Regions from separate parts of the Zea mays genome. Here region 1 is linked to region 2. A link is a contact called in public Hi-C data. All regions are on one chromosome and are shown on one strand. The core of a region is the stretch at or near the end of the contact, and the rest is flanking DNA. Distances in the headings are between cores, read along the strand shown. Region 1 overlaps LOC103643510 (protein fluG). Region 2 holds the start of LOC100192978 (CHY-type/CTCHY-type/RING-type Zinc finger protein).

Region 1 (6,689 bases), core at 393-2,892, 170 kb before region 2:
CTTTAATTTTCTTTTTTTAGCATGTTTAATCTCTTTTTTTATCGTTTTAGTTTTAAATATTCTGTACGAAAATATTTTATACTCCATCATTTGGGCATTTTTTCCCCGCAGGCTGAGATCAATCACTTTGCGAAGAATCCGGGTGCACTTAAGGATCTCATCGACCGTTACTAGGGCAAAAGAACGGAATGAGAAGCTACATCTTCTTGGACGTGGCAAGGGGTTTCACTGTATGACCAACCGAGAGACTGGAAGAATAAATTTTGTTCCAATGGTTAACTTCGGATTCTCATATCCTGTGACTGAACTTTTGTGACTGAACTTTTGATACCCAGTGTTTCTCTTATCAAATAATAAAGGTTATTTAAATTTTTAAAATGAGAAATGCTAGGTGTCTTCACCATGGTATTAAGGTATCAAAGAAAATGGGAGAAATAGGAGATAGACGAATCTCTAGGACCGTTGAATGAAGACGTTAATATAACAGTATATACAAAGGTACGGAGATACAGGTTGCTTAAGCATGATACTAAGTCTTCTACGTGGTGATTGGTGGTTGATTAAATGCAAGTGTGGGTAAATATTATATACTCAGATAATGTTTGATCTAAGGTCCCGTTTGGTTAGTCCCTCCATTTTAGTCTCATTTAGTTTCTAAATTGCCAAACGGTAGGACTAAAATAGGGACTAAACTGCTTTAGTCCTTAGTCCCTCAAAATGTGGCTAAAAGGGACTAAATCATATTAATTCCACATTTGTCCCTCATTTAGTTCAATTGTACTAATAGTAGGAGAATGTTAAATGCCATTTTAGTTTTCTTACGAGTCATTTAATATATTCTTACTAATTTTAGTCTCTAGAACCAAACATGTTAGAGACTAAACTTTAGTCCCCTAACTAAACTTTAGTCCCTAGACTAAAGAAACCAAACATTGCCTAACCCGTAAATATTGTTGTTCAAATATCTACCACGAGAGGGTGTTAGGAGAGGTACAATCATGTATGAGCAATGAGTTCTGTCTAGTAGAGGTTTAACTGCTTTTATTTTATCTAAGATGTACTATATGTGGAGTATGTCTTTGGTGAGTATGGCATTTCGCAGCGACTGGTATGGATGTCCATGTTAGCGAGTACAACATAGTTGATAACTTCTAAAAGCATATGCATTGTATAGTTCTTGCAAATATACCGCGTGATTGGTTGGGTGGTTGCTGGCGTCCAGGCCCACGGCGTCGCGTTGACCGCGCTCGGCTCCTGTTTGGATGGCTGCAGTATATGGCGCCTGCTTGCATCCGCGCGTGCAGCCTATAGCTTATTTTGCTCGCTTCGCCTGCATAAGCAGAAACGCAGGAAAGCTGCGTTCCCAGCGGCCCAGGCTGGCGCGAGACCGGCGCGAGAAGTGCTGGTAACTTACCAATCACACTGATAGCGACCCGAGCGTGGATACAATAATGTCTTGTGACCGCAACGTTATCTCTCGCAACAAATACGATGGACAGAATCTTAATTGATGCTTGGTGACACATGAAGTCGACCTGATTTGAGGCGCATGCAAAGGCTATGCCACCCGGCCACCCGGGATCGTCTTGTCCCAGGGGGCGCCTTGGGGAGTGAGGCTCGTGTATAAGGTCTTCAGCTCATAGGGCCTTGGGGTCTGGTTGGCATGGGGCTTGCCTCCCCGGATGTAGGCTAGCTCTGAGTTAGGCCCTCTATGGCTCGTGATGAAAAAATTTTAGAGCATTTTGCCAACATCCAGGGCATATCTATCCTCGAATGCTAGGAGTGGCCCCAGGGCCACCACTAGGCCCAAGGAGACATATAGGTGGAACTATTCTTCTCGCAGACGCTAGACAGAACAGGTCTGCAGTGCTGCAAGGGATATTATTTGCTTTACTGCCTTAACCAGTGGTCAATGAGTAAGACAATAGTCATGGCACATGATTCGAATTACAAGGGTGGTGCAACGCTTTATGTGATCTACTCGGTAATTCTAAGATAGGGAGAGAAGTGTGTCTTGAACCTTTAGGTGTTCCATCTTTCTTTTCTTTCACTACTTCCACAACACGTGCCGTTAAGCACGCTCTCTCTCTCCCATAACCAGGGGCGGAGGGCCCATTGTGGCTAGGTATAGCTCAAGCCATACCTAATTGAGAAAGGTGATAATGATCACAAATCATATAATTTATAACTCGCACTTGCACTTTAAGTATTAAGAAGTCATTTAAATATAATAATAGGCAAATGTAATTGTCTAGGTCTCTAAGACTTATCTAGCAAAATTATCAGTATAACATTTATTATCTATTTTTTTACCGCACACATGTTTCTTAACAATTTATTCTCATTTTAGACAATGTTCTACTTTTATATACGTTTGTGCATTTTTATTTTGCAATTTAATTAGTTTGTGTGCTAAATATTATACGTAGTAGAGCCATACCAAAAATTTTATCCGTCCTCCGCCACTGCCCATAACCGTTGTCAACTAATCGTAGTTGACCCATCCCTGATCTATCACGATCTCATGGAGGCTACATGTCGGCGTTTCGAGACCGGGGGTCCCTGGGCCGACGAGTGAAATGTCGCCGCGTGCCCCAGCCCAGATGGGTCGGCGCGAGGCCGAGCGCGAAGGGGGGAGAAAGGTGGCCGGAGACAGGCGTGAGAGAGGTGGAAATCCCGCGGCCTTCGTGTTCGTCCCGCGCCCAGGTCGGGTGCGCTTGCAGTAGGGGATTGCAAGCGTCCACGCGGGAGAGGGAGCGAGCGGCTTCAAGCGAGCGCCTGTCTCGTCCTCGTCCCCACGCGGCCAACCCTCTGTAAGAGGGCCCTAGTCCTTCCTTTTATAGGCGTAAGGAGAGGATCCAGGTGTACAATGGGGGGTGTAGCAGAGTGCTACGTGTCTAGCGGAGGAGAGCTAGCGCCCTAAGTACATGCCGTCGTGGCAGCCGGAGAGGTTTTGGCACCCGGTTCGTGTGGTGTCGTGGCCGTCGGAGGAGCGCTGGAGCCTGGCGGAAGGACAACTGTCGGGGCTGTCGAGTCCTTGCTGACGTCCTCTTGCTTCCGTAAGGGGGCTGAGAGCCGCCGTCGTCACAGAGCGTGCGGGGCGCCATCATTGCCTATCTGGCGGAGCGAGCCAGATGAGACGCCGGTCTTGTTCCCCGTAGCCTGAGTCAGCTTGGGGTAGGGTAATGATGGCGCTTTCTGTCGACGTGGTCGGTCCGCGCCCTAGGTTGGGCGATGTGGAGGCTCCTCCGAGGTCGAGGTCGAGTCTATCTTCCGTGGCCGTGGTCGAGTCCGAGCCCCTGGGTCGGGCGAGGCGGAGACCGTCGGCTGAGGCCAGGGCTGAGTGATAGTCGCCTAGAGGGGGGGGGGGGTGAATAGGGCGAAACTGAAATTTACAAATATAAACACAACTACAAGCCGGGGTTAGCGTTAGTAATAATAAATGAGTCCGCAAGAGAGGGCGCAAAACAAATCGCAAGCAAATAAGGAGAGTGACACGTGGATTTGTTTTACCGAGGTTCGGTTCTTGCAAACCTACTCCCCGTTGAGGAGGCCACAAAGGCCGGGTCTCTTTCAACCCTTCCCTCTCTCAAACGGTCCCTCGGACCGAGTGAGCTTTCCTTCTTCTCAATCAACCGGGAACAAAACTTCCCCGCAAGGGCCACCACACAATCGGTGCCTCTTGCCTCGGTTACAATTGAGTGTTGATCACAAGAGCAAAAGAGAAAGAAAGAATGCGATCCAAGCGCAAGAGCTCAAAAGAACACGGCAAATCACTCTCACTAGTCACTAGGGTTTTGTGTGGAATTGGAGAGGATTTGATCTCTTTGTATGTGTCTAGAATTGAATGCCTAGCTCTTGTAAGTGGTTAGAAGTTGGAAAACTTGGATAGCTATGAATGTGGGGTGGTTGGGGTATTTATAGCCCCAACCACCAAATGTGGCCGTTGCTGGGAGCTCTCTGTTCGATGGCGCACCGGACAGTCCGGTGCACACCGGACAGTCCGGTGCCCCCTGCCACGTCATCACTGCCGTTGGATTCTAGCCGTTGGAGCTTCTGACTTGTGGGCCCGCCTGGGTGTCCGGTGCACACCGGACATGTACTGTTTGATGTCCGGTGCACCGGCATGGGCGATTCTGACGTCTGCGCGCGCTGCGCGCGCATTTAATGCTGCGCAGGGAGCCGTTGGCGCCGCAGAGAGCCGTTGCTCCGCTGACACACCGGACAGTCCGGTGCACACCGGACAGTCCGGTGAATTATAGCGGAGCGGCTGTCGTGAAAACCCGAGGATGACGAGTTCCGGAGGCCGCGGTTCGTTGGCGCACCGGACATGTCCGGTGCACACCGGACAGTCCGGTGAATTATAGCGCGCCGGCCTCCGCGAATTCCCGAGGGCGAAGGGTTGAAGTCTGAGTCCCCTGGTGCACCGGACAGGTACTGTTCACTGTCCGGTGGCACACCGGACAGTCCGGTGCGCCAGACCAGGGGTGCCCTCGGTTGCCCCTTTGCTCCTTTATTGAATCCAAAACTTGGTCTTTTTATTGGCTGAGTGTGAACCTTTTACACCTGTATAATCTATACACTTGGGTAAACTGGTTAGTCCAAAGATTTGTGTTGGGCAATTCAACCACCAAAATTATATAGGAACTAGGTGTAAGCCTAATTCCCTTTCAATCTCCCCCTTTTTGGTGATTGATGCCAACACAAACCAAAGCAAATATAGAAGTGCATAATTGAACTAGTTTACATGATGTAGGTGCAAAGGTTACTTGGAATTGAGCCAATATAACTACTTACAAGATATGCAAGGAATGTTTCTTTCTTATATAACATTTTGGACCACGTTTGCACCACATGTTTTGTTTTTGCAAATTCTTTTTGTAAATCCATTTCAAAGATCTTTTGCAAATAGTCAAAGGTACATGAATAAGAGTTTGCAAAGCATTTTCAAGATTTGAAATTGTCTCCCCCTATTTCAAATGCTTTTCCTTTGACTAAACAAAACTCCCCCTAAAAGAGATCCACCTCTTAGTGTTCAAGAGGGTTTTGATATACCATTTTTGAAATACTACTTTCTCCCCCTTTTGAACACAATAGGATACCAAATGATAAAGACTTTTGGAAAGCACTAAGTTTTTGAATTTGGTGGTGGTGGTGCGGTCCTTTTGCTTTGGGCTCATTTCTCCCCCTTTTTGGCATGAATCGCCAAAAACGGAATCATTAGAGCCCTCTAAGTGCAATCTTCCCCTTTGGTCATAAATAAGTGAGTTAAGATTATACCAAAGACGAAGTCCTTTTGCGTTTGAGCTTTTACTCTCTCCCCCAAGGATGAAGTCCTTTTCCTTGATGCTCATTTCTCCCCTGAAGAAGAGAGAGTTGCTCGGAGTGGTGGCGAAGTATGAGTTACGGAGTGGAAGCCTTTGTCTTCGCCGAAGACTCCAATTCCCTTTCAATATACCTATGACTTGGTTTGAAACAAACTTGAAAACACATTAGTCATAGCATATAAAAGAGATATGATCAAAGGTATTCAAAAGAGCTATGTGTGCAAGCTTAGCAAAAGAAATTTCTAGAATCAAGAATATTGAGCTCATGCCTAAGTCTGGTAAAAGATTGTTCATCAAGTGGCTTGGTAAAGATATCGGCTAATTGATCTTTAGTATTAATGTAAGAAATCTCGATATCCCCCTTTTGTTGATGATCCCTAAGAAAATGATACCGAATGGCTATGTGCTTAGTGCGGCTATGCTCGACGGGATTGTCGGCCATTTTGATTGCACTCTCATTATCACATAGCAAAGGGACTTTGGTTAATTTGTAACCGTAGTCCCGCAGGGTTTGCCTCATCCAAAGCAATTGCGCGCAACAATGTCCTGCGGCAATGTACTCGGCTTCGGCGGTGGAAAGAGCGACCGAATTTTGCTTCTTTGAAGCCCAAGACACCAAGGATCTTCCCAAGAACTGGCAAGTCCCTGATGTGCTCTTCCTATTAATTTTGCACCCCGCCCAATCGGCATCCGAATAACCAATTAAATCAAATGTGGATCCCCGAGGGTACCAAAGCCCAAACTTAGGAGTATAAGCCAAATATCTCAAGATTCGTTTTACGGCCGTAAGGTGTGATTCCTTAGGGTCGGCTTGAAATCTTGCACACATGCAAACGGAAAGCATAATGTCCGGTCGAGATGCACATAAATAAAGCAATGAACCAATCATTGACCGGTATACCTTTTGATCCACGGACTTACCTCCCGTGTCGAGGTCGAGATGCCCATTAGTTCCCATGGGTGTCTTGATGGGTTTGGCATCCTTCATCCCAAACTTAGCAAGAATGTCTTGAGTGTACTTCGTTTGGCTAATGAAGGTGCCCTCTCGGAGTTGCTTGACTTGGAATCCTAGAAAATACTTCAACTCCCCCATCATCGACATCTCGAATTTCTGTGTCATGATCCTACTAAACTCTTCACATGTAGACTCGTTAGTAGACCCAAATATAATATCATCAACATAAATTTGGCATACAAACAAGTCATTTTCAAGAGTTTTAGTAAAGAGTGTAGGATCGGCCTTGCCGACTTTGAAGCCATTTGCAATAAGGAAATCTCTAAGGCATTCATACCATGCTCTTGGGGCTTGCTTGAGCCCATAAAGCGCCTTAGAGAGCCTATAAACATGGTTAGGATACTCAC
Region 2 (6,502 bases), core at 215-2,714:
ATATGCATCATCAGGAAACAGGATAGGAACGTTTATCGAATCAGGCATATACTCTCAAAAAAAAAAGGATAAGAATCGAACATGATTGCTTTAGCCGATCGACGTCAGATTCACTGCTAATAGGTCCAAAGACACCTGTCAGGACACGTCACTATATCCAGGTCCTCAACTATGCAGCACTCAAACTCAATCAAATCAGCTGGAAGCAGTTAGACCCTGTTCAGTTTGACGGTGAGATGTGCCTCTGACGGTATCCCTTTCTCATATATTCTCCAATCCCAGACGCCTGTCCTTGGCTTCAAGTGGCACCCGTGACCCCGGCTTTCTCTTGAAAAATCCTGTGGACCACGCAGTGCCGGCCACTTGGTGCGGAGCACATCGCGGAAAGCAGTCAAGTTTTTAGTGACACGCAAGTGAAGTGCAGAACGGCTCCCAGAGCACTGAGCTGAGCTGATATGGCCTTATCTGAAGAAGCTTTTAAGTGTGAGAAAAATCAGGGATGCCTAACCAAAAAAAAAAATCTAAGGTCGCTAGAACACTAAAAGCTAGTAGTAGTATAACCTTGTGCGATTGCGTTTCGTACTTGTCTGTAGAAGGGTAAGGAGGACAAGAAATCTTAGGAAAGGTTTGTGTTGGTCAATTGGAAGGGCGAGATTGGAACGGAACCGTGCGTGGGGGTGGGTTTCCAAAAGAGGAAAACCGCTGCTTGCACTCGACTACGCGGCGGAACAAATGCTCCATTACATGGAGAAGGAGAAGAGAGAAGGCGGCGCTCTTGTTTGTTTCTTCCTTTCTTTGCTCACGGTAATAACAAAGACGAACACGAGATAGGCAATGGTTGAAACAGGCAGGAGATTGCTCTTTGAGCAGAGGGAGGGAACGCTGACCTTCTTTATTTCGTGGCGGGGGATCTCGTGCCGGTCGCGCGGGTCGACCTCCAGCGAGTTCTGCCGGGGCACGGGACAGGGTTGTTTCAGAACATCTGCTGAACCGGAGCCGAAGCGAAAACGGAAGGAGGGAAACCACCGAACCTTGGCGTCGTTGTGGCAATGGCGGCAGCCGAAGGCCTGGCCGCAGCAGGGCGCCACGACGCTGCACCCACGGCTGTAATGCGCGCAGCTGTTGGCGGTAGGAGGACAGGCAGACAGAGGGAGAAGGCTGTGTCAGATGAATGAGATCATGAGATTGTTCCTCTTCCTAGCTCCTCCCTGTGTCCTGGATCGATCCATGGATTGCTTTGCTTGCTTACCCGTGCTGCACCGCCTCCGAATCCATCTCAACGACGCGCTCGCGCCCGCGCCTCGCTCCTCGCTTGGCCGAGGAAGGAGGAGGAGGAGGAGGGGAAGATGCGAAGCTAAGCGCGGCGGCAGGGCAGGGCAGGGCAGGGGAGATTGGGAGAAGCTCCCGCTCGTCCGCCCGTGTGAGGCTCCGAGGATTGGACTGGACGCGACGCGACGCGACGCGACTGCGGCTGATGGAGGCGCGCCCCACGCGGGCCGCTCCGTTTTATAGCCCCCACCCCAGGATATTGTTGCGATAGGATAGTTGCCATCGCCCATCCCGGGGGCGGGGATAGGTAGAGTTGGCTGCGCACACGGCGGCCCTGGCTCCATCGATGCATGTGGTCACCCATGACCCACCCACCCACAGGAGCACAGCTGCTGCCTGCTGCCTGCCGGGTCGAATTGGACGAACGTCGCCTGGCAAATAGGAGTAATAAATTATTGCTCCTGGCTAATCATAGAAGCTGATGCGCAGGTCGACAGCCGCGCGCCCACGGGATGACAGGCTGACGGGGACGCGGTTCGCCGGATTGGAGCGAGCCCGTCGTCGACCTTCCCTTTTATTATTGGTCTGGACTGGTCCTCTGGAGGGCGGATGGATGAGGATGGCGGGCCATGTACGCGTCGGATGGAGGAGACGGGCACGGGAGCGAGATCACGCCGCCAGGTCGGCCACCAGCAGCAGATCACTTGAGCTGGCCGTAGAGTCAGATGAGATGAGAGTCTCGTTTTGTTGCCTTCGGTTTGGTTTTCAAACGGTTTGAGGGCCCCGTGCGCGTGCAGTGACACCACCTCGTGGATTCATCCAAAGCGAAAATGACCCTCGTCCAAGTTCACGCAAAATCTACCTGCGAGTGTTCCCAAAATCGCCTCCGCCGCCTCCGCCTCAATGATTAGCGAGGGGAGGCGTGTCCGGTCCGACCTCGTCCTTCACGTTCTCCCTTCCTTTGGATATTTTTTGGAGCTCAGAAAATATCTTCCAGTTAGTCCACGATGAATAGGAAAATAACTGCTCAATGGTTGTCCGGTCTCGGTCTGATCGCAGTTCAACTTTGTCTAAAACAACCTGCACTACGACGATCGATCTAGGAGGCATTTTAAACAACAAGACAATCAGACACACGATCAAGAGAATAGTTTAAACGTTTATTTGCCTCATTTAAGTTTAAATTAAGATTAACTAGCGAACGATAAATATTCGAAAACGGAGGCGGTAAGTGATAACCTGTAAGGAAGTAGTAATTGCAAGTATACGATGACGGTGGATAAAAAGGTAACAACATATGTAAGGATCTGGTACTAGAGGACTATCCGTAAAATCTGAGCTCTAGATATGATTAGTAACTGAAGCGGCAAATGACGCTTGATGTCTGCATTTTTTGTGCCGGCTAAAAAACCTTCGTTTAAACTTTACAGGTGACCAAGATATTGGATAAGCTACTGTTTCTACTAATATGAAGCTCAGTCTAATAACTTGACATAAACAGTATAGTAATATATAAACAGCACAGTAATGTTAAGGATATATACAAACATGTGTTATTTGTAGGTAAAACTTCACTTAACGGTAATGATTGAGCAATCTTCAAACATTACCTCTAGACGAAGCTTCACCTAGGATGACAAATAGTGCTGACATACATGTATATATATACTCCTTTAAAGCACCAGTTTCATACGATGTGCGTCACATACGAAGTGCGTAGGTCTGTTTCTTCCCCGAGCTAATCGTCTAACAATGGACTGTTACACAGTCATGGGACCTGGGAAACCACTCAAGCCTAACACGACAGAAAATCACGCAAAGTGCAGCGCTCCCACATAGTACCACCTTGCTAGCTGAAGAAGGACGAGCAATTGAGCAGCCTATAAAAAAAGGGTTTGGACTCGTTTTCAACTCATATTTTTCTCGGTCTTTTGGCTGACAAGGTGTAATATATGTTATTATTAGTTTCATATATGATATATGAACCATATGTTCACTCTGATATTAGTTTTGTTTTTTTTTATTTTATAGATATCAAATATGATTGTGTATTGTTGCAACACACGAGCATTATACTACTATATACATATTTGTGTGTGTGACAGAACTATTTGTCACATAGGGTGATGGAACATAGGTCGTCACCTAGACCAACCAGTGATTGGTTCGCGCGCGCTAGGCCGCCACCTCCCATGCCATTATTAGCATGTGTGTCCCAACAACCTACCTCGTGTGATCCCCACGTGCCCCTGCGCTCTAACCGGGCGGCCAGAACTGTAACAATAATGGAATGAGTGAAATTATAACGGGATGTCTGAAATTTCAATGGAATGACTAAAACTTTAACGAAATAACTGAAACTATGGCGAAATGGCTAAAATGAGTGAATGGATGAGACCATAATGGTAACGAAATGACCCAAACTATAACAGAAACTATAATATAATGACTGAAACTATAGCGAAAAATGTAACGGAATAACTAAAACTTTAATGGAATGGTCGAATAGGTGAATGTCTCAAACTTAAAGACCGTGTCCAGAAGTTCATCCATATGGTTACCTAAAACATTGTTTTGCGCTGTAGACTACACTATTCGAAGAGTGAAGTTTGAATATGAGTATGAGAATGGGTAAGCTGCTGGAGATAGCCTAATAGAATGACTGAAACTATAACGGTAACAGAATGACTGAAACCGTAACAAAAACTATAATGGAATGATTGAAATTATAACCAGACAAAGATAGCAACGATATTAAGGTGGTGAACACCAAAGGCCAAAGCAATATGTAATTAATTCATGTCATATACAACAAATATTAACCAATTTACTAATGAAAATTGCATCTTTTGTGGTGCACGTGCACCAGGGTAGCACAACCTGGCGTTGCACCTGACTGTAACGGATGACTAAAACTGTAACAAAATGACTGAAACTATAACAGAATGGCTGAAATTGTAACGGAATGAGTGAAACTATAATGAAATGACTGAAACTGCTAACAGGTTGCTAACAGACTGACTATAACCATCACCCCAACAAAATCAATACGTGCAAACCCAGTAAGCAGATTAATCGATATTAAATTCGTGATTTGGTGGACTGGTTCCACTGGCCCGGTCGTTGCTGCTAGTTAATTAGTTCAGTTAGATCATAGATCTAGGTGATTCACCGATTAGTTGATCACCTTAGGAGATGAATAGAGTATATAGATAAATACACACATCAACACATATGCTCTAGTTAAGAAAGATATAGAGCTTATGTATGTTTAATGTTCCTTGATGTTTGTGTCAGATCCGGTTAAGATGGAAGATCATGATTGTTATGTTTAGTGAGTCATGGGTACCTAGTGGTTACTTGTGAGTGTTGTAATGTCTCGCCATTAAGTGTTTAATTCTCTATTATGTAGTGTCGTATTATTATCTTGCACCATTCCTCCTAATGTTCATTCATATGCATCACACATCCCATTAGGTACGCTAGCTGAGAATCATGTGGAATGAAGGGCGTGGATCGGAGCATATCTCAGGACGATGTCAATAGATCAACCTGAAGATGGATGGAGTGGTCATGTGTTAGAATATTCAATGCTCGCCAAACAGATATCGTCTAACAAGCACTAACTTAATATTGGAATTCATGCAAGCCCCGATGCATTTAACAATTTCCTTGTTGCTTACAAAGTTTATCACCTTTTATGACGCATTAGGTGATAGGAGTTGTGTGATCAAACAATTGATGCATTACCCTCCTTGAAAAATTGATTATCATCCTTGATACATGTTTTTTTGAAAACTAGTGATGCTTAGTCCTACTTTATTAGTTAGGGTTCAAAAGATGATTTTGATCATTGGATATTGTTATTTGTGAAAAAGACTTATGATGCTAAAAGCTGAGAGCACCTAGAGGGGGGTGAATAGGTGATCCTGTAAAACTTAAACTTTAATGCCACAAAAACTTGGTTAGGAGTTAGCACAATAAAGCCAAGTGACTAGATAAGAGTCTTTGCAAGACACGATAACCATAAGAAGATCAATCACAGATAGACACAGTGGTTTATCCCGTGGTTCAGCCAAGTTCAACACTTGCCTACTCCACGTTGTGGCGTCCCAACGGACGAGGGTTGCAATCAACCCCTCTCAAGTGGTCCAAAGACCTACTTGAATACCATGGTGTTTTGCTTTGCTTTACTATATCCCGTTTGCGAGGAATCTCCACAACTTGGAGCCTCTCGCCCTTACAATTTGATGTTCACAAAGAAGCACGGAGTAAGGAAGGAATGAGCAACGCACACAAGACACGAAATCAGATCGACAACACACACACAAGTCGCAACAAGAGCTCACAACACAACCCGGCGAGTTCACAACTCAAATGAAGCTCTAGTTGCTATCACAAAAAATCAAATGTGCGGAGTCGAAGTCTTGGTGCTTAGGAATGCTTAGAGAATGCTTGATGTTCTCCTCCATGCGCCTAGGGGTCCCTTTTATAGCCCCAAGGCAGCAAGGAGCCGTTGAGGCATTCCAGGAAGGCAATTCTTGCCTTCTGTCGCCTGGCGCACCGGACAGTCCGGTGCGGATTTCTTTCCTTCTTTGGCGAAGCCGACCGTTGGCACACCGGACACTGTCCGGTGCCCCCTTCTGACCGTTGGCTCGGCCACGTGTCTCGCGCGGATCGCGCGGCCGACCGTTGGCCCGGCCGACCGTTGGCTCACCGGACAGTCCGGTGCACACCGGACAGTCCGGTGAATTATAGTCGTACGCCGTTAATCACTTCCTGAGAGCAGCAAGTTCGCCTGAGTCAGCCTGGTGCACCGGACACTGTCCGGTGCACCACCGGACAGTCCGGTGCACCCAGACAGAGCTGACTTTGGCTGAACAAAGCCATCCTTAGTTTCAACTTGATTTTTCCTGTTTCCAGCACTTAGACACAATACATTAGTCTCTAAAACAATGTACTAAGTCTGAGAAACATACCTTTATACTTGATTTGTACTTTGTCCACCATTTAACACTTAGGCACTTGTGTTGGACACTAAATCACCAAAATACTTAGAAATGGCCCAAGGGCATATTTCCCTTTCAATCTCCCCCTTTTTGGTGATTTATGCCAACATAACATAAAGCAAGTAGACCAAGTGCAAAATCACTTCAAATAAGAATTCAAAATTGTTTTGATTCAAATTTGACATATATGGATCATTCTTTGCCACCACTTGGTTTGTTTTTGC

Evidence for each region. A called contact is a pair of places that touch in the nucleus more often than the background predicts.
Region 1: a Hi-C map of ear shows a contact between it and region 2, with 2.2 times the contacts expected there. The contact joins the enhancer-like site here to the promoter of LOC100192978 in region 2. A contact is called at or near these places in 2 of 25 Hi-C or Micro-C datasets (ear and tassel).

The regions. Positions count from the first base shown.
Region 1 is chr1:241,192,159-241,198,847 of Zm-B73-REFERENCE-NAM-5.0, reverse strand. It overlaps LOC103643510 (protein fluG), which reads left to right. Exons shown (of 19, transcript XM_035964276.1): 19 at 112-385. The coding sequence ends at 174. Among protein-coding and RNA genes, the nearest start is that of LOC103643510, 27 kb to the left of the region's middle. Within about 2 kb of position 1,642, at least 17 of the 20 cell types and tissues checked have an H3K27ac peak or open chromatin away from gene starts, as enhancers often do. A contact at or near this core is called in ear and tassel, where this site is marked.
Region 2 is chr1:241,025,212-241,031,713 of Zm-B73-REFERENCE-NAM-5.0, reverse strand. It overlaps LOC100192978 (CHY-type/CTCHY-type/RING-type Zinc finger protein), which reads right to left and starts at 1,464. Exons shown (of 11, transcript NM_001138152.1): 1 at 1,250-1,464; 2 at 1,032-1,119; 3 at 888-947. The coding sequence starts at 1,275.